Regions from separate parts of the Capsicum annuum genome. Here regions 1 and 3 are each linked to region 2. The links are chromatin contacts, called in public Hi-C maps. All regions are on one chromosome and are shown on one strand. Each heading gives the region's core, a stretch centred on a gene start, on an enhancer-like site or on the middle of the called end of the contact. The rest is flanking DNA. Distances are from core to core; before and after follow the strand shown. Region 1 has its middle 16 kb from the start of LOC107867397. Region 2 holds the start of LOC107867403 (phosphoglucomutase, cytoplasmic). Region 3 holds the start of LOC107867401 (PLASMODESMATA CALLOSE-BINDING PROTEIN 1).

Region 1 (4,200 bases), core at 1,594-4,093, 510 kb after region 2:
CACTACAAAAAGTAAGAACACATGAGTTTAACGTGGAAATTCAAATTGGAAAAAACCACAGCTTGCCCTCAAAAGCACCAAAACAGTCCATTATAACCAGCATTTTGATTAAAGAATCTACGATGAACCTAACTCTAGGTTCCTCCTTATTACAAGCACACCTTGACACCTCTGCCAAGTTTTCCTTAACAGTTGGTTAACTCTAACCAGCGATAAGCTTAGGCAACTTTACCTAAGCACTCTCTTCACAAAAGAAAACACTACTCTTATAGCATGAGTAGTTCAATTACAAATCATTACTCACTCAAGAACTATTTCAATCTGATCACACATAGATTAGCTATGAACTTGAGCAACATTGAAATGGGGTTTTGATGCCTCTCTTTTCACTCTTTAGAATGTGCAAAAACCAATTGTTGAAGAGGCATCTCTTTTTTTATAGTTTTATGATGATTAGGGATAGAATATCATTGGACCAACTGTCTAAATCGGTACAAAATAGCACCTGCAAGTTTGTTACACAAGAGGACAAAACTATGTAAATACCATGTTCCAGTTGTACAGTACTTTGCGCGTCCATGGTCCCTTTTAGTTTAGCTGCTCATCATCAAAACTACATATAATAGTAATGATCCAAAAACTTTTTATGCTGAAATAGTAAGTGGAAACTTCACCTAGACTTTCCTTAGAGAAATTTTGAAAAATTCAAGGTTAGTCTAGGATTGGCTTATTTTTTAGGGTGTAATAATTAAACAAGATCTAGTACTAATGTAGGTTTGGGATTGAATGTGCTAAGTAGATATCCAATGAGTTTCGGAAGTCGTAGTAACTTTTAGCATCTGAAATAGAGCTATAAAGCTCCGATTATAGTGTTTATCGTGAAGGGGTTGGTCCGCAATGTTGAAATTCGTGGTGTGTGTGGTAAAATAATAAAAATCAATCAGAGTTCCCAAGTTTCTTCCTCGAACCGCTGAAGTAGAAAAAGTAACCACGTGGTGCTATGGCGGTATGCCAAACTACGACGGCAGCCTCTGTGTAAAAGGATACAAATTGCGGTAGCAAAACTATAATCGTTGCAGCAGTAACGCACAGTAAAATTTTAGTTTTTAAATCTAAAAAATATTTTCATTCCCCACTTTTTGAAAAAGAAAACACTAAGGCTCCGGGAAAGGGTGATTTTCAGAGGAATTTTGAAGTTTTTAATATTTGAAGGAAAGTTAGACTTGAAATTACTTTGTTTAACATTAGAAAATCACTAGAAATGGATTAATGGTAGGTTATGGGGGTTTAACCCTAGTTTATATAAATTGATGAAAAAGGATGAAAATTTTTATGAATTCATTATGTAATGATCCTAGGTGTTAGAAAACACTAATGGAACTGAAATTACTGTTGTTTATGATACTTCAAGTAAAATTCACGAAGTTAAAATGATAAGAAAATCCTAAGATGATGAATTAGGGTAATTTATGGACAAAATTGATGACTTTTGATCTCTAGTGGTTAAAAAGGGATGATTCATTGAAATGTGTATATATCTTGTGTTGTATAGATCAAGAACGAATTGAACGAGAAAAAAAAGAATGGCATAAAGGTGACTTTTAAGAAAAAGAGTTGAGATAGGTTTTGTTTTTGTATAAAACTTGGACCTACTTGACTTTGTGCTTGTTTGTGATTTAAACATCTGTGGTTCTCTTCTAGCATAACGTGGGATTTGATGACTGAATTATATTTTTATTTCACTAAGATAATACATTGAGAAAATGAATCAGGCACCACACCAGTATAATATGATATGATGTGATAATGGGTGAGGTACCATGCTAGTATGTTATGATATGATGATGAGAATGAGAAGGGTAAGAGATGATGCATACATCTTGCAACATGCACTCAGTCATATGTATCAAGTGTTATCACTTGTTATGTATTATGATAGCGATTAGGGTGTTTTTATTGATAGTCGCAGGTCTGTATCTGGCTTTTGTGTTTTACTAGGTGATAGTCTCATTAGTTAGAAGTCCAAGAAGCAAGTTATTGTCTCCCTCTCTTCTGCCTAAGTTGAGTATAGGGCCATGAGTAAAGCTATTGTGGAGATTACTTGGTTTATTCATCTTCTTTCTGATTTTGGTGTATCTGATCTCACTCTTATTCCCTTGTTTTGTGACAATCAGGCTATCATTCACATAGCCAAGAACCCGGTCTTCCATGAGAGGACCAAACATATCGAGCTTGACTGTCATTTCTACGTACCAAGTTGGCTGACAGTTTGATCTCTCTTTCTCATACTTCCAACTCCTGCCAGCTTGATGATGTCTTCACCAAGTGCTTGACTGGAGTTCATCATCATGCTCACTTACTCAAGTTGGGAGTTGTATCCCCTCTAACTTGTGGGGGTGTTGGAGACTGATGTTATATCTGCTGATTTGGGTCATTAGACTTGTCTTTTTTGTTGATGTATTGGGCTTGGCCCATTTAATTTATTGTCCACTTTATTATAACCCGGTCCATGTTGCAATGTGTATATATATAGTGTAAGATATTTTCAACACACAAAAATCATTTTCTTCTTTTCCAATAATAAGAAATGCTCCTACTTCTCTGTTCTTTTTCTCTCTAGAAGCTTCTACTGATTTCCATTATTTCTCGTTGTTTTTCTTCGATCATAGTCTTCTCCTTCGAATGTTAACAAGTACCAGGCAGAGTTTCACAAGAATTAATTTGTCGAATGAGAATGCCATTAGTTGTTAAATAAAGCTATGAGAATTCAATCCCCAAAAACTTTACCCACATACATGTAAAATTTGTTGGATTACAGGAAGATGTATTTGATGCTCAAGCCAAATCTTGGGGTTTACAACCAATAAACAGGTCTCAAATCCCTTATTTGCCTACCCCTCATCATAAACATTCACAATACCAAAAGCCTTCTTTCCCAAACTCTACCAACACAAATGTTACTTCCAAGAAACCTTTTGAACCATATTTTTCAAATCGCAATAGATTCAACAACAACACTTTTCGAAAAAGATTACCCACAACTGAAATGGATGAAAAGCGGTCTAAAAGGCTTTGTTTTTTCTGTGATGAAAAATATGTGTTGGCGCATAACTGTAGAGACAAGAAGCAATTGTACTTGGTAGAAGTGCTGGAGGAAGAGACACTGGAGTTGAATGATAAGAAGAAAGGGCAAGAATTAACAGATGCAGTAGATGAGTTTATAGTAATATCCTTACAGGCATACACTAGTGTTATTGGGTGTCAAACTATAATAGTTACAGGTTACCATGTGAAGAAGCCTCTGTAAGTGGTGATTGATACTGGCAGTACCCATAGTTTCATAGATGAAAAAGTGGCAAGAAGCTTGGGTTGTAAAGCTAGTCCTATTACTCAACAGTCTATAAGTGTAGTCAATGGGATAAGGGTACAAACTAATTTAGTGTGCAAGAATTTACTTTGGTTGCTGCAAGGGACAATTTTTTGCTCAACTTTCCTATTGTTTCCTTTAGGAAATGCGAATATTGTACTGAGAGTTCAATGGTTGAATACCTTAGGCAATATATTGTTTGATTTCCAAAATAGGACTGTGGGATTTGTATATCAAGGAAGTAAACATGTCCCCAGAGGTGTTGACAACTAACTAAGAACCAGTAAGCACAACTCACAAGTCACTAAGTAAGATAGGTGGATCAGGTGCGCAATTCTTCATGATGTCACTGGTACAGGAAACCATAGAAGGAGGACATTGTAATGAAATCAAAGTTACTCAAGTTCTCACTTCTCGATCTAAATTGATAAAGCGGTACTCTTATCTATTTGAAATACCTATTACCTTACCTCCTCATAGAAGGTCATTTGATCATAATATTCTCCTCAAAAAGCATCCAACCATGTGAATAGAAGACCCTCCAGTTAAGAATGATATTATTGAGAAGCTAATACAAGAAATGTTGGATCAATGTGTGATACAACATAGCACTAGTCCATATGCTTTACCTGTAGTTTTGGTGGGAAAGAAATATGGAAATCAGATGACCATTAAGCATAAATTCCCTATTTGGATCAAGAGGGACTATTAAATGAAGTAGGAGGTGCTAAAGTGTTTTCTAAAATTGACCTGAGAGTGGGCTATCATTAGTTGAGAATGGATGAGAATGATAATCATATGACTGCTTTCAAAACTCATGAAGGTTACTATGA
Region 2 (4,036 bases), core at 1,350-3,849:
TCATCAACTGACCTCCATAAAAAAAGAATATATTTATCAGCTCTTCCATCAGGGCGGATCTATGTAAAAAGATGGGGGGTTCCACGCCATCGAACACCTGGGTCCGAATTCCACACGTATCCTGCACTGGTGTTGTGTCGACACGGGTTCGGCAGCGAAAATGAAGAGTCTGCAGCTTAGATTTTTCTAGACTTTCTTTCTTTCTTTTTGTTTTAAGCATAAAATGTAAGTAGCTTCCGCCTTCCAAGTTGTGGGTGTCGCGTTAAATTGTCATAATTATTACATTTTTCGTTTGATCAATTTTTCAATAAAAATCGAAAAGACGAATAACCCGAAAAGAAGCACAAAATTGAGCAAACCAGCTAATTGTTTACTTTATTTGGACTGTTAAATAGCAACACCTCGTTCAAAGCAATGTTGAACCCAAACCTCCAAATCTAAGATTCACCACTGCTACCATTACATGCAAGAAATGTAGAGGAATTCAGCTAGAAAAGGAAAACATAAAATTCCTTACTTTTAACTCTGTCAGCTCCAAGGGCATTGAATGTTGCCTGAACAAAATTTTGCAAGTAATTAGGTTGTATGAACACCTTCACCTGAAACAGCCCATCCAACCTGATGTTACGCTCAAAAAACAAGATCCATTAAGATAACAGCGCAGAAACAAGCCAAGACACTCCAGATGGACTAAAGATCATGCAGAACTACTGATGTCCAGAAGTTCAGGCTTATTCATGAGTCAGCTTAACTACAATTTAAACTACCAGCTTTGCAAAAATTCAAACAAAATGCTGAAAGAGTTGTGACGAAGATGAACATAACGAATGAATTAATATATTGTTCTAGCTGTGTCTGGAAGAACCACATGAATGTCTGAGACATCCTTACAGGAATGTGAAGGAAAACAAATTAGTAACAAGCCAGTTGGCTAAAAAGAAATAGAGTTTAAGAACATAACTGTAACTTTTTGGGGGGTCCAGAATCGTGTCCCGTGTTTCTTTTTTATAGTATAACTCAAACTAGTCTGACATAGTTTACCATTAAGCCAACACCTCTTGTAGGGAACTATGTTTTGTTGACATAGTTAGACTCTTTTTGGTGGTTCATGAATACTCCCTCCAACACAATATGATTAGTGTTTTTAGCTTAGAAAAAATGTATTTGACCAATTCACAGAGATATATTGAACTAGATTACTTTAAAAAAAAAATACGATTTTATGTTAGAAGATTACCACTCAAAGTCCTGTATAAATTGCATTTTTTCTCCACATACAACTGAATCCAATACCTTCCAAAGAATCATATACTGCTTCAGAAAATAAAAACGGATAGAGGACTGAGAAATCCATCATAAACTAATCAACAGCTCTTTGTCCTTAACCATAGTTCATAGAATTACCGGCAAGTAAGAATTCCTTACTTGATCTAATTCAAATCTGGATCCCTGACTCGTCTCATTATGAGCCTTTGGCCAGTTTGACATTGGGCCAAATCTGTTGTTTGGGCATCGTCCCTTATCTTGATCAGTTACGACTCGATAGTGAGTTTTGAGTGGTTAATAATGCACATAAGAATGATGATATTGGGCTATGCAGCCCTTTTATGTGATCGTTATTATCAGTAGCACTTCTAGTGATTACATTTCGAAAACACAGAAAGCTTTTTTATAGCTGAGTTTATGTCCAAAGAAGCATGCATGAGGACAAGTTATTATGATCAAGTATTTCTACAAGATGATGCAGGCGAATTCCATTAGGTCCGTTACTACAAAATCCCATTAAGTTACTAGTTATTCCTTAGATCTATAACCGCTGATTACAATCTGTACACATCAATAAGTACTTTAAAGAAAAGATAATATGGCAAGCAAACCAAATGGAAAGTGGATTGAACTCGAAAACAAAGAGATCGGCAAAAAGAAACTTTAACTAAAAAAAGCAGCTAGATCAGGATATCCAAGGGTGTCGCCTAATCAATGAAGTGGGTTGAGAACTTGAGGTCTGATATTTAAATCCCAACAAAGGCAAAAACACTAGGTGATTCTTTCCACAGAGTTATGCGATATCTGTTGCTGGAGGGAGGTGTTATTTATCCGGTGGATTTAGTCGAGGTGCACTAAAGCGGACCAGACACCACATTTATCAAAAAAGCCGAACTATTTATTTTGAATTTGATTTGGCTTAATTCTGTTTTTTCAGGTTTACCTTCTTACGGAGACCGGAAGTACCAGGCTTCTGGCCTTCAAACGGAGTCGTATTGACGCGGGTAATCTTGAATGTCGCCATTTTTCGTCACTGGAAAATGAATCAACAGCACGCAGAATTAGCTAGAAACAGAAAATGCAGAGATTCAAAACGCATAAAGGCACCCACATTTAAATCTAGTATACACGTACACTTTTTTAGAGAGAGAGATAGAGGAAGGCTTACATCTGAAGATTGGAAAGATGAATGAATGAGTGAACGACGTGTGTGGAGCTTGAAGAGAGCGTGAAGAATGCATATTTGGAAAAAGGAAGCAATTCAAATTAAACCATGGGGAGAAGAGGAAATTGCATGTCATACCTAATTATGAGTGGCATATTTGGCCCCAATAAACAATATTTTTAAAGATATTTTTATTTTTATACACCTTAAATATATTTTTAAAATTTATTTTATTTATTTATCTCTTAAATTTTATTTTTTATTTTTTTTATTTTTTCTTTAATTTATTATTCTATTTTTTATTATTTTCACTTTTTTTTCTTTAATTTTATTATTTTTACTTTTTATTTTTCTCTTTAATTTTATTTTCATTTTTAATTCATTTATTTCAACCTTTATTTTTTTCTCTTTTTTCTTTTTTCTCAAGCATTATCTATTTCTTCTTCTTTTTTTAATTCATTTGTCTGTAACCTTTATTTTTCTTTTATTTTTGATTTTATCAGTTCTCTTTTTTTTCCTCATTTTTCTCAAACTTTATTTTTATTTTTTTCTCTCATTTTTTTTAATTCTTCGCTTTTTTCTTAATCTTTATTTTTTTTTTTTTTCTCTTTTTTTTATTTTTCTCTATTTTTTTAATCCTTCGCTTTTTTTCTTGATCTTTAAGTTTTTCTTTCATTTTTTTTCTTAATTTTTTTTATTTTTCTATTTTTTTGATCGTTTTTTTCTTTTTTCTCAACTTCTATTATATTTTGCTAATAAATAAAAAATTTGATAATCCACAAAGGGATCTTCTTTTTTTTACAACAACAAACTCAGTGTATTCCCACAAAGTAAATTTAAGGGCATGAATTGTTGTTACGAAGTTCTTTAAAAATTCTTGAGATAAGTCGTGTCTCTAAGGCGAGAGTTGTAGAATATCTCAAAAATAAAGACATAATGTGGTAGTGTCAACTCTTGCCCGTGGGGCATAATTTATTACTTGAAAGTCCTTGAGTAAAGTCTTGCCTCTAAGGCAAGAGTTGTAGAACATCTCATAAATGAAGACATCACGTGGTAGTGTCAACTCTTGCCCATGGGGCATAATTTATTATTTGAAAGTCCTTGAGCTAAGTCTTACCTCTAAGGTAAGAGTTGTAGAACATCCCATAAATGAAGACATAACGTGATAGTGTCAACTCTTGCCCGTGGAGCATAATTTGTAGTTTGAAAATCTTTAAGCTAAGTCTTGCCTCTAATGCAAGAGTTGTAGAACATCTCATAAATGAAGACATAACGTGGTAGTCTCAACTCTTGCCCGTGGGGCATAATTTATAGTTTGAAAGTCCTTGAGCTAAGTCTTGCCTCTAAGGCAATAGTTGTAGAACATCTCATAAATGAAAACATAACGTGATAGAGTCAACTCTTGGTCGTGGGGTATAATTTGTAGTTTGAAAGTCCTTGAGCTAATTAAGTCTTGCCTCTAAGGTAATAGTTGTAGAACATCTCATAAATTAAAACATAATGTGATAAAGTCAACTCTTGCCCGTGGGGCATAATTTGTAGTTTGAAAGTCCTTGAACCAAATCTTGCCTCTAAGGCAATAAATGTAGAATATCTTATGAATGA
Region 3 (4,509 bases), core at 577-3,076, 270 kb after region 2:
ATACAAACCTTAATTGAGGGGTCTAAGAAAATTTTACTTAAGCCATTAGAATATGTTACATGATGGAAGATACACCTGAAATTGTCATCATGGTAGAGGAGAAAGGGACATATACAACAGACAGATATCAACATCATGACAGCTCATTCACGCATACTATTAGGTAGTGTGAATAGTGACAGGCCACACTAACAATAGCTACTGGAATATTATGGTAAAATAAATAAAGCACAACTAGAAATATAATGATATGCTTAATACTACAAGTTACTATTTTCCTATGTATGCTCCCCTCCATTTCAATTTATATGACTCGCACAAAAATTTATTAACATGTTTTAAAAGACAAGTTTCAAAAGTCACAGAAATATAATGATATGCTTAATACTACAAGTTCCGAAAGTCTTTTTTTAAATAAAGAAACTGCATGTATTAATATTTAATATGGAGTTGGTCTCTTTTCATGTCCAAGACACAATTTTAACTTTCTTCACCAACCCTTTTACCTTCGAAGCACACAATTTGTAATTGACACCAGAAAAAGGTGAACTTTTTATGACTTCTCCAAGATCAAGAGGTCAAGAATGAGCTTTAGATTGAAGCTATTATCACAAAGACAGGAGCAACAACTAGAACCTTTCCTTTAATTTCAAGGTAAAACGTTAAGTAAATCTAATACACCCAAAGAGAGAAAGAGTGAGATGCCTATGCAATACCGGATCTAACATCACATATTATAACATAAGCTTAAAGAACCTACCCTGCAGTAGACTGATATACACAACCAGAACCAGCAGCTGATGAAAAAAAGAACAAGAAAACAACAAAAAGTTAATCTTTGAAGATACAAAATAAGTAAAAGGATTAGTGGTAAATGAGGAAACATACAAGCTGGTGCAGTTGGAGTCAAAGTTGCAGTTCCCTTAAAGTCACAACTAGCACCAGAGGCACCTTTTCTCTGATAATAGCTATTTACAGCATAGTTGCAGTGATCTTTGACAGTGTCAGGATTGTAACAAGCACCATTAGTATGGATAGCTGTGCAATCAGCTCCAGATCCACAGGCATAATCAATGTTCTCTTGAAGAATTTTTACATCCACACCATCTTTGCAAATACAGTAACTGGCACCTACAGAAACAAATCCACATACAATCAGCTCAAACAAGCAAAACTCATTGTGATTTTCCTATAAAAAGACTGAATCTTTGAACACAGCTGAATCACGAACATTTTTAAAGAGTAAAATATAGTGAAACCTCATCTCAAGAAGAGTATAAAAGCATCAAAAATACCGAAAACTTGAAGGCAAAGGGAAAAAGACTGAATCTTCTAATTTAATAGAATCAAGAACATCATCAAGAGCAAATTATAGTGAAACCCCATATCAAAAAATATGAAAAAAATGCAGAAAAAACAGAGAAAACTTGAGGGCAAAGTGAAAAGTGTCTCCTTACTAAAAGCAAAATCTAGTAAAAGACCATCTCAAGAAAAATATGGGAAAAAATGCTGAGAACAGAGAAAAGTTCATGGCAAAGTGAAAAGTAGCAGCTTACTTGAGTGACCAGTGATAGCCAAGAAAAATACCAAAGACAACATAAAAGCAGCCATGATTGTGAAAGCAATAATGAAGAAAGTACACTATTCCTTCACTTTTTCAAGAGAATTGGTAAAGGAGAAGAAAGGGTGTTGTTTTCTAGATAATAAAATGAGAGTGACTACAAGTATTCTGATGTATACTTGTTTTTGTGGCACTTTTATATGTATGATGAGTGTAAATTTACAGTATCTGCATATGTTATATCGTTGATAACAATATGAGAGGTGGTCCGGTAGATGGATGAGTTGTTTCATCCTTAATTAAAAATTGAAAGTTTGATTTTGGATATGAAGAAAACTCTGTTAGAAAGCATTTTCCCCTAAATGAAATTCTATACGGTATGAATTTAAATTAATCGAGTTTTAATACGAATATCGGATGAAAATCAAAAAAAATATTATTGATAAGGGGAGATGGTGTTTTTGGAAATTGAGCAGAAAAGCAAAAGCTTTTGTCATGTAATTGACTGTACCTGTACTTGTGTATGTGTGCTCTATTGCCTCTCAAACGGTCATAGACTCATCCACATGGTCACTACCTAACTCAACTCTGGTTGAATACTTTGCGATACGCTTCTTGTTCCATAATATTCGGTATCAGCGTACACTTACGGTTATTTGGTTGCGAAAAAATTATTTAGAAATAATTAATTTTGAGATAAGTTATTCTGATATAATTTGAAATTAGTTATCCCATCATGTATTTGAGATAACTTATTCCATTATTATAGCATAAATAGTGGGATAAATAATTTCGATACTAATTAATACTTCAAACCAAACATGGGATAAAATAATATTTCACTTTAACCTAAGACTATTTATCTCTTATACCTCACACCAAACAACCCCTTGGTGTTTTAATTATGCATCGATTAATCATTATTTCATTTCTTATTGTTTTATATTATTTGTTGTGTAATGCTACTATTTTGATTAATTTGTACTGTAATTGCTTTTACGATTGTATCCCCCCTTTCACACTGCTTGACAGGTATTACTAAAATTAGGATCTATCAAAAACAATCTACATTTGCCTAGCTCGAAGAGGTAAAGGTGAGATCTTAATACGTTCTATCTGTTCGGATCAAAATTGTCAAAGCGTCATGCGAAAGGTAATAGTTGAAAATCAAGATGGTGATAATTCAAACGACAGAGAAAAACATATTAAAAACATAATGATTATATAATTTGGCTAATTGACCTACATACGAAAATATAATATAAGAAAAAATATAAAAACTATTAATACTATTGTGTTGTGATATGAGAAGAGAGGTCTTTAATTTATAGAGATCCAAAATTTTCCTCCAAGAAAGATATTAGTTTTTTTTTTTTAATTAGAATTTTTGGTCTGTCTGGACCCTTTTTTATTGCAACTTCATCCAAAACAATCCAGCCCAACTATACATTGTTGACCCAAGTCCAAAAAAACCCGATCCAAAAAATGGAATATGAAAAGTTTCCTAATATCAACGTTTAAACAAGAAAAGTATTCTCTACTCTTTACTTCACATTGCCGCCTCTGCTGAAGGATGTTCCCCTTGTGGCCACTTCATCTCCCTCCTCCCCTAGGTTATCTGTAAGTTGGATGTCTGTGGATGTTGCTCAACCCTAGCTCTTTCTATCAACTTTGCCTCTGGTAAGTTCTGTTTCCAGCTTCCCTTACCTGAATCTTTAGCTCGGTTTGACTCCATCCTCTTCTCAGGTGGTCGGGGTTTTGCCCCACAGGACTGAAGTAACATCATGTCGAAGCTCCGATTTGCCCTATCAAGTAGGTTTTCTTTTCTCTTATTCCATATGGATTTAATATTCTCCCTCTTGCTCTTCTCACCTTTCCTTATTTCTCTTGTAAGTTGTTGATTTATCAACACGCAGCTCAATTTCCAGGTCAAATCCATCTGAGTTCGGTGGGAGGCTCCCAGTATCCCTTTTTTGGTGAAGGTTTTTGGTAGCTAGAGCATTTACAGATCTGTCCATAGCTTGACAAAACTCGATTTGTATATGCTGTTTATGTTGGTGCACCCCCTTGGGATTGTAATGGGACCCTTTGTGCTTTCTTTTAATCCATGTGACTGCTCTTGCGTATATATTTGCTTGCCTCTCTTTATGTCTGTTTGCTAATTTTGTGTGTTCTAATTCTAAGATTAGAGATTTGTGACTTGTCCATGTTAATATACCTTCTAATCTTAGTAGGCAGTTCCATGAAACCATAATACTCTTTTGTTTGCTGTATGTCTATTACCTCACTAGCAAGAGCATTAGCAACTGAATTTCCTTCTCTAAATATGTGTTACTTTGCCTTGCACTACATGAAGTTTGCTCCATATCTCTTCCACTATCATGATAATAGTCCAAGGAACTTTTCATGATAATAGTCCAAGGAACTTTTCATTGTCTATTTATCATCTTCATTAGTATTAAAGAATCAGTTTCTACATTTAGTCCCATATAACTGTTCTCCTGACAAAATGCAAGTGCCTACTTTATAGCTATAGCCTCAGCTTCCACATTAGTAGTTTCCCCTAATCCTACTGCTTTAGCATAGATGAAATCTCGTTGTCATCCCTTAGGCAAAAAACTGAAGCTCGGATTCCTGGATTCCCTCTACATGCTCCATCAGTGTTACACTTGACCTTGTGTCTCTCTGGAAAACCCCAAATAACTTTTTGATGATGTAATCTAGGCCTATAGTTACTTAAAATAGTAACAATGTTTGGCCAAGATTCCTTGTTTAGTTTAATCCATGGTTACAATGTATTAATTAAGTTCCTAATCAATTCCTGCACCTGCCATACTAAACCTAAATAAGTGGCTTGCTTTCCGTGTTTGATCCTATTTCTTCTCTTCCAAAAGATCCACATGATTATTGCTGGTATAGTTTTACACATTGCATCAATTTTTAGGGCT

The links. Hi-C and Micro-C count contacts between places; a contact is called where the count stands out from the background.
Region 1: a Hi-C map of bud shows a contact between it and region 2, with 2.8 times the contacts expected there. The contact joins the enhancer-like site here to the promoter of LOC107867403 in region 2. A contact is called at or near these places in 2 of 5 Hi-C or Micro-C datasets (bud and placenta).
Region 3: a Hi-C map of placenta shows a contact between it and region 2, with 4 times the contacts expected there. The contact joins the promoter of LOC107867401 here to the promoter of LOC107867403 in region 2. A contact is called at or near these places in 2 of 5 Hi-C or Micro-C datasets (bud and placenta).

Annotation. Positions count from the first base shown.
Region 1 is chr1:97,764,449-97,768,648 of UCD10Xv1.1, reverse strand. No RefSeq gene overlaps it. Among protein-coding and RNA genes, the nearest start is that of LOC107867397, 16 kb to the right of the region's middle. Within about 2 kb of position 2,843, at least 5 of the 5 cell types and tissues checked have an H3K27ac peak or open chromatin away from gene starts, as enhancers often do. A contact at or near this core is called in bud, where this site is marked.
Region 2 is chr1:98,274,361-98,278,396 of UCD10Xv1.1, reverse strand. It overlaps LOC107867403 (phosphoglucomutase, cytoplasmic), which reads right to left and starts at 2,599. Exons shown (of 19, transcript XM_016713626.2): 1 at 2,435-2,599; 2 at 2,210-2,299; 3 at 518-599. The coding sequence starts at 2,290.
Region 3 is chr1:98,000,496-98,005,004 of UCD10Xv1.1, reverse strand. LOC107867401 (PLASMODESMATA CALLOSE-BINDING PROTEIN 1) reads right to left here and starts at 1,826. Exons shown (of 4, transcript XM_016713621.2): 1 at 1,557-1,826; 2 at 889-1,131; 3 at 761-797. The coding sequence starts at 1,611. LOC107867400 (a long non-coding RNA gene) reads left to right here and starts at 3,054. Exons shown (of 3, transcript XR_001673171.2): 1 at 3,054-3,241; 2 at 3,308-3,373; 3 at 3,456-3,689.